Regions from separate parts of the Mus musculus genome. Here region 1 is linked to region 2. A link is a contact called in public HiChIP or PLAC-seq data. All regions are on one chromosome and are shown on one strand. The core of a region is the stretch at or near the end of the contact, and the rest is flanking DNA. Distances in the headings are between cores, read along the strand shown.

Region 1 (2,700 bases), core at 85-2,584, 42 kb before region 2:
GCAGATGGGCTATCCCCGTATCAAGGATTACAGGAAATATCAGACTAAGGACTCAATGGAAATACCCCCTCTCCCACTGAGGCCGCCTCCAAGCAGGGATTTTTGCCTGTCACATCTTATTAACTTTGCTCTTCTCGGAGGGAAGGGCATTAAAAAGTTAAAAGCAAAAAGAGTTCTGGGATCAGTACGCTTCACCAAAAGGGATACTTCAGTCCCGGTGGGGGTTGGCACATGGCTGCTACTCCAAGAGTCTGTGAACTTGTACATATGCATATTTCTGGCTGATTCATAACTCAGCGTTCAAGGGAAAAAACACACTAACACACTAGCAAGAAGCTTGTGGCTTGGGCTGCCTTCCCAGGTGCAGGCTATAAAGCTTTCTATTTCCAATTCTCCAAGGACAAGCTTGGGTTAAAGACGCCCTGCGGTGCGGTGCGAGACAAGTGGCCATGTAACTGAAGCAAGAGGGAAATAAATTTTGAGGCGCTTGCAGCTTTGGTGGACAAAGCCGAGATGCCTCACCAGAACTCTAAGACCCTTCCCTGTTAACCACCTGCGCTCCCAGTCAGCCCAAGCTGTCGGAGGTCCAGGAACCAGCCCACCTACTTCCTCCTGCTGATACTTGTAAGGACCCCTGCTCGGATGCAAAAGGATGAGACCTCAGTGGCCAGACAGAAGCTCCAGCTCTTGGGGTGTTCGCCCTGAGACTGCTCACCCCAGTTCATCAAGTGGCTGCCTCAGCACCAGTAGGGCTCCAGAGTCTGAACTCCCAAATTGGAAGTGGCTGCTGCCCGCCGTCCCTACTCATAACCCCTAGCTGCACGTCGTATCCTTCTCAGTGTCTCTTCTAACTTTAGGATGCACGCGGCTGATTCAAGTACTTCCCCCTGCTCCCTGCTAAATGCTGGAGTGACTAGGGCTAGCTACACCGAGACTAGTGAAACTGAAATTAGCCCCAAAGGCCACTCTTCTCGCGGAGACCATGCTTAAGCATAAGGTTCAAGGCTGCTCTAACCCCTTCTCCCGCCAGCTCTACCCCAGAGCCCATTCTTACTAGACTAGAAAGAGCAGCCGAGTCAGATCCGGGAGTCCAGAGTGAAGCGCCGATCACAGCACTGAAACCAAAGGATGCTCAGCTGGCGACTTGCGCCCATCACCCTCTTAGTACGGCCGAAAGTGGGGAAAGTTCCGGTGCTGCTGCAAAGAGAAGCCAAAGCTACCGTGGGAAGCGCCGTGTCTTAAAGAAGAAACATTGTCCCAGCCAGATCCCAGAGGGTGCAGACAGCCCTGCGCGCCCAGCAAGTGCGCCCCGTCCAGGGTGGCTCCAGGCTAGCAGTGCAGAAACCAGCCCAGAGCTAGCTGACCAGGAGGAGCCCGGCTGGCCGCTGACAGCGCTGATTGGCCAGACTGCCCGATTGCTGGCGCCCTTGTCAAACCCCGCAGTCCACGTGGGCCTGTCCTCTGAGCCCCACCCCCCCTCCACCCCTCTTCCCTCACCTCCCTACCGTACTGCTGTGTGCGCCTCTCCTAAGCGAGCGCCTCGCTGTGGCCACTACTCCGCAGGTGCTGGAGGAAAGGTGTTGATTCTTCTGAACACCTGAGAGCCAAGTTAAGCCCTGCAAACGGTAGGAGAATTTGGGGTTCCGCTCCCAGTTGAAACCATTTCCTCCACAGAGGTCCCACTACAGACTGCAAGCAGGCATCTTCTAACGTGTGCAAAAGCAGTCTGGCTGCATGCGTAATGTCTTTGCGTGAGAAAAAGAGAAAACTTGACACACAGGTTAATAGCTAAATGATTTTCTAAAACAAAAACAAACAAACAAACAAACAAACCTGTTTTAATGGGACTCATTGCCTAAGCATGCCAGAGACCAGCACTAGCACTACATAAAACTAGATGCAGTGATGCAGTCTGTGACCCTAGCAGGAGGATCAGAAGTTCAAGGTCATCTAGACGACATAGCGCGTTTACCGTTAGCCTGAATCCTGTCTCTAAAATCCAGTTCTTTGATGCCTTACCTCTACCTTGTTTCCAGCCCCATCCAATCGCTTTTCCCTCTTCCCTCACAGAAGTAACCAACAATCAGCGGCATTTAAACAGTATCTTCTCTCATCTGACCGCCATTGTATAGATGAGAAAACTAAGGCTCAGAGAGGCTAAATAATTTGCTCACAATTGTGGAGTTAATTAGTAGTAGTACCGCTTATATTTGACCCCGGTTAGCAAGCACGTGCCTTCTCTCTGAGACCAGGCTAGAATTTTGGACTTTCAGGCTCCACCCTAGAACCAGAATTTTCATTTAAACTCAAAGTCCCCATGTGGTTGTTATATGCATGCAGTTTGAAAACCACCATTCTCTGTCACCGTGCTGTCCTCTGCCACTGGCTAACAGCTCCCCCCACCCCACCCCCAGTCCTTTTATTTTTCATTGAATTAAAATGATGAGCCATCTACCGCAGACGCATCCACATATATCCACTTTCTCTCCCTGCTGCTTGGTCTCATCCAGGCCACTGCCCTTGTTTCCCACGCCTCCTGCCACACACACAAGCCACACCACATTATTTCCCTGATTGCAAAACAGTGACAATCCCTGGCTCTTTTGTTATCAAAATTGGGGCCTTGCAAAGTCAGTCACGCTATTAAATTGTCACCAACCTAAGGGTTTTCAACCATGAGCAACCCTTGCGAGCGTGCCT
Region 2 (2,700 bases), core at 183-2,682:
CACTAGTTTGGTGGCTTTAAATTACATGCCCCCAAAGTTTCCATGAAACTCCCCCCCCCCTTTTCTCTTTCCTTCTGACATGTGACTCTGGTGAAGCTGTGGATAAAATTATAATACAATAAAGTAAAACCAGGAGCCACTGAGGTTATGATGAAGACATGATAGACATTGGGTGTAGTGACTCTGGCCATAATTGTGAAACGTCCTGGTTCTGTCCTGGCTAGTGGCCATGAATCCCAGCCTGGAGCTCTGAGCTCCTATATCTCCTCTCTTAAATGAGCACAGCTGCCCGGACTCTGTATTTAAGGCTGTCCCTGTAACTCCAGTCCAGACATTAATCCCTTCTGGTGAGCAGCTTTGGAATTTGATCTCTGGATTTTTGTGGTGGAAATGTTTCTAATCCCAACAGCACATCTCCTAAATTACTTTGGGGGAATCTCTTGAATGGGACATTATACAGTAGTTTTGGGGCCCACTGAGGATGGATATCGCGGGTCTCTTGAGGTCCATTAAGGGAAATCGATTTCTTCCTGCTCAAAAGAATGGAATCTACCTCTGACACTGGGCAGAGACATAAAAGCCTTAAGAGCCGATGCTTATGGAGTCTACCTCGGACCATGCTCAAAAGGCAGCTAGCTGTTTTGCTCCCGTTTCCTGTCTCCCGGCCACTTTCCACCGTCAGTACCCTTTTGCAGGATCCCCTGGTGAGAGGGTTTGTTTAGTTCCGGTTGCACCAACGTGGGTAGCAGCAGGAGGAGAGAGGGGCAGATACTGTCTCTTTCACAGCTGTGGAGGGTGGGAACCTCTTCCTAGGTGTTATCTTATTCCTTTGCTCTCTGGATTTATTATTTGCACCAAAAAGCATCCACTATAAAACTTTTCTTTCCCATACTCTGTTATTTGAATTGCAAAAACAAGGCAATCCTGGACCAGAGTATCAAGTAAACGGTAAATATGATAGGGTTACAAAGTGACTCCTGCCCGGAATTGATTTGCATAGAGAAGCCCGACAGGACAGAGCAAAGATCAGAGGCGCTCCATCATCGAGTCTTCTAGTCTTACAGGAAAGCAGATGTCATGACATCCTCATAAACCGGAGGAGGACCCCCTCCACCCTGCCCCCAGGAGCCCATCCATAAACACCTCTCTCTTGAAGCGTCTTGAGTCAATTCCCTCCCTGAATGCTGTAGAATATTACCTGGAGTTTTGAAAAATGATACGTAGACGAAGATATTTTCCCAGGACATTTACATTTTTCTATCATTGTGGAAGTGCTCTAACTGTGAATTAGAACTGGCTTTCCGCTTTCAGTCACTTCCCACCTGCCTCACCAGTCTGCGGGTTTTCAGGGGTGGAGCTGGGACTTCTGTCTGGTCTTCCCTTTCCCTCCTCGGCTGCCTTTCAAATGCTAATGCTGGCCTTTGGCTGCCTTGCCTTGGGTCTGTTCAATGCAGCCCTTGTCCGCTCTCATTCTGGTCTGTCATCTGCCTTATTTACATGTCTATACCACTTTAACTTTGGGTTTGCTTCTGGGACTTGCAAGAGTCACCTTTAACTTCATCTCCTATGAGCCAATTGTCTTCCAGTGGACATTCATCAAACCGGCCTAATTTCTCTGGCTAACGCTGCACACAGCTTAGATCTCTGCCCAAAACTGTGCACGATTCAAATTCTTTTTAGCGCCCTAGCAATTTAGTTTGCAGATTTCTCAATATGCTACAATTTCCTTTTGCCCATACTGGTCCTGTGATAGAATCAGCTGATGTCACTGCGGCTATATCAATCAGGATGACACTAAAAGTGGAGGAGACAGCCCAGGTCCCGCACCCTTGGTTTCAGTGAGTGTGGTTTGGCAATAACACTCCAGGGCTGGTGATGCTGCTATCAGTGCTGTTAGTGGTGGTTGTTTGTTTGTTTATTTGGACTCCTCAGTTCATAACCTGAACATACAAATGGTCTAGAGGATACTTGACAAGTGGCTTATAATTGACCTCATACAAGAAGGGTGCATAGACTTCGCAGAAGGACTTTGGCAATCTCTTTGTCAAGTGAAAAACACACCCAGCAGAAGCCACACAGTACATCCTATAGTCTCCATATCAACCAGGTCTTGGCCCGTCTATTTATCCGCACTCATTAACAGGGACCAGCTAACACACCTGAGTTAGTTCAACCAGCAACATGCAGCAGAGGGCTGCGTGACCGCTCAGTCAGTAAAACATTTGCCTTGCAAGCATGAAGACCTGCATTTGATCCTAGGACTCCACAGAAAAACTGAACACACTTGGCCTTGCACTTGTAATCCCTGCACTGGAAAGATAGAAACAAGGAGATGCCCAGAGCTCACTGAGCACCCAGCCTCGCCTAACGGATGCACTCCAGGTTCAATGAGATACCTTGTCTCAAAGGGGGTGGGGAATAGCGGGGGAAGAACATCTGACGTGCTCTCTGGCTTCCACACACATGTGCACACCCCCCCACACACACATACACATACACACACATACACATACAAATATGTATATGCATATACTAAGGTACAACTGACTGGAGGAACTGCACACCAAAGACACTGCCTACTGTCCTCTTCCCCAGAAGGAGGTCGTGTCACTTGTCCAAGAGGATTCTCACCTCACCATATTCATGTACCTTAAAAAAACTGATCACTTGAAGTGCAGTGTATAGTACGTCTTCCCATTT

The links. HiChIP or PLAC-seq counts read pairs in DNA pulled down with a chosen protein or histone mark.
Region 1: a contact with region 2 is called in an H3K27ac HiChIP or PLAC-seq map of embryonic stem cells, with 14 read pairs. The contact joins the promoter of Tafa4 here to the enhancer-like site in region 2. A contact is called at or near these places in 17 of 39 promoter capture datasets (the 3T3-L1 cell line, 3T3-L1-derived adipocytes, the HPC-7 cell line and 10 more), 12 of 484 Hi-C or Micro-C datasets (embryonic stem cells and nephron progenitors), 6 of 115 datasets of contacts at active chromatin or transcription factors (embryonic stem cells and epiblast stem cells) and 2 of 9 other capture datasets (adipose tissue and pancreatic islet).

Annotation. Positions count from the first base shown.
Region 1 is chr6:97,059,077-97,061,776 of GRCm38.p6, forward strand. It overlaps Tafa4 (TAFA chemokine like family member 4), which reads right to left and starts at 1,335. Exons shown (of 6, transcript NM_177233.5): 1 at 1,055-1,335.
Region 2 is chr6:97,101,074-97,103,773 of GRCm38.p6, forward strand. No RefSeq gene overlaps it. Among named protein-coding and RNA genes, the nearest start is that of Tafa4, 42 kb to the left of the region's middle. Within about 2 kb of position 1,433, at least 27 of the 459 cell types and tissues checked have an H3K27ac peak or open chromatin away from gene starts, as enhancers often do. A contact at or near this core is called in embryonic stem cells, epiblast stem cells and stem cell-derived epiblast-like cells, where this site is marked.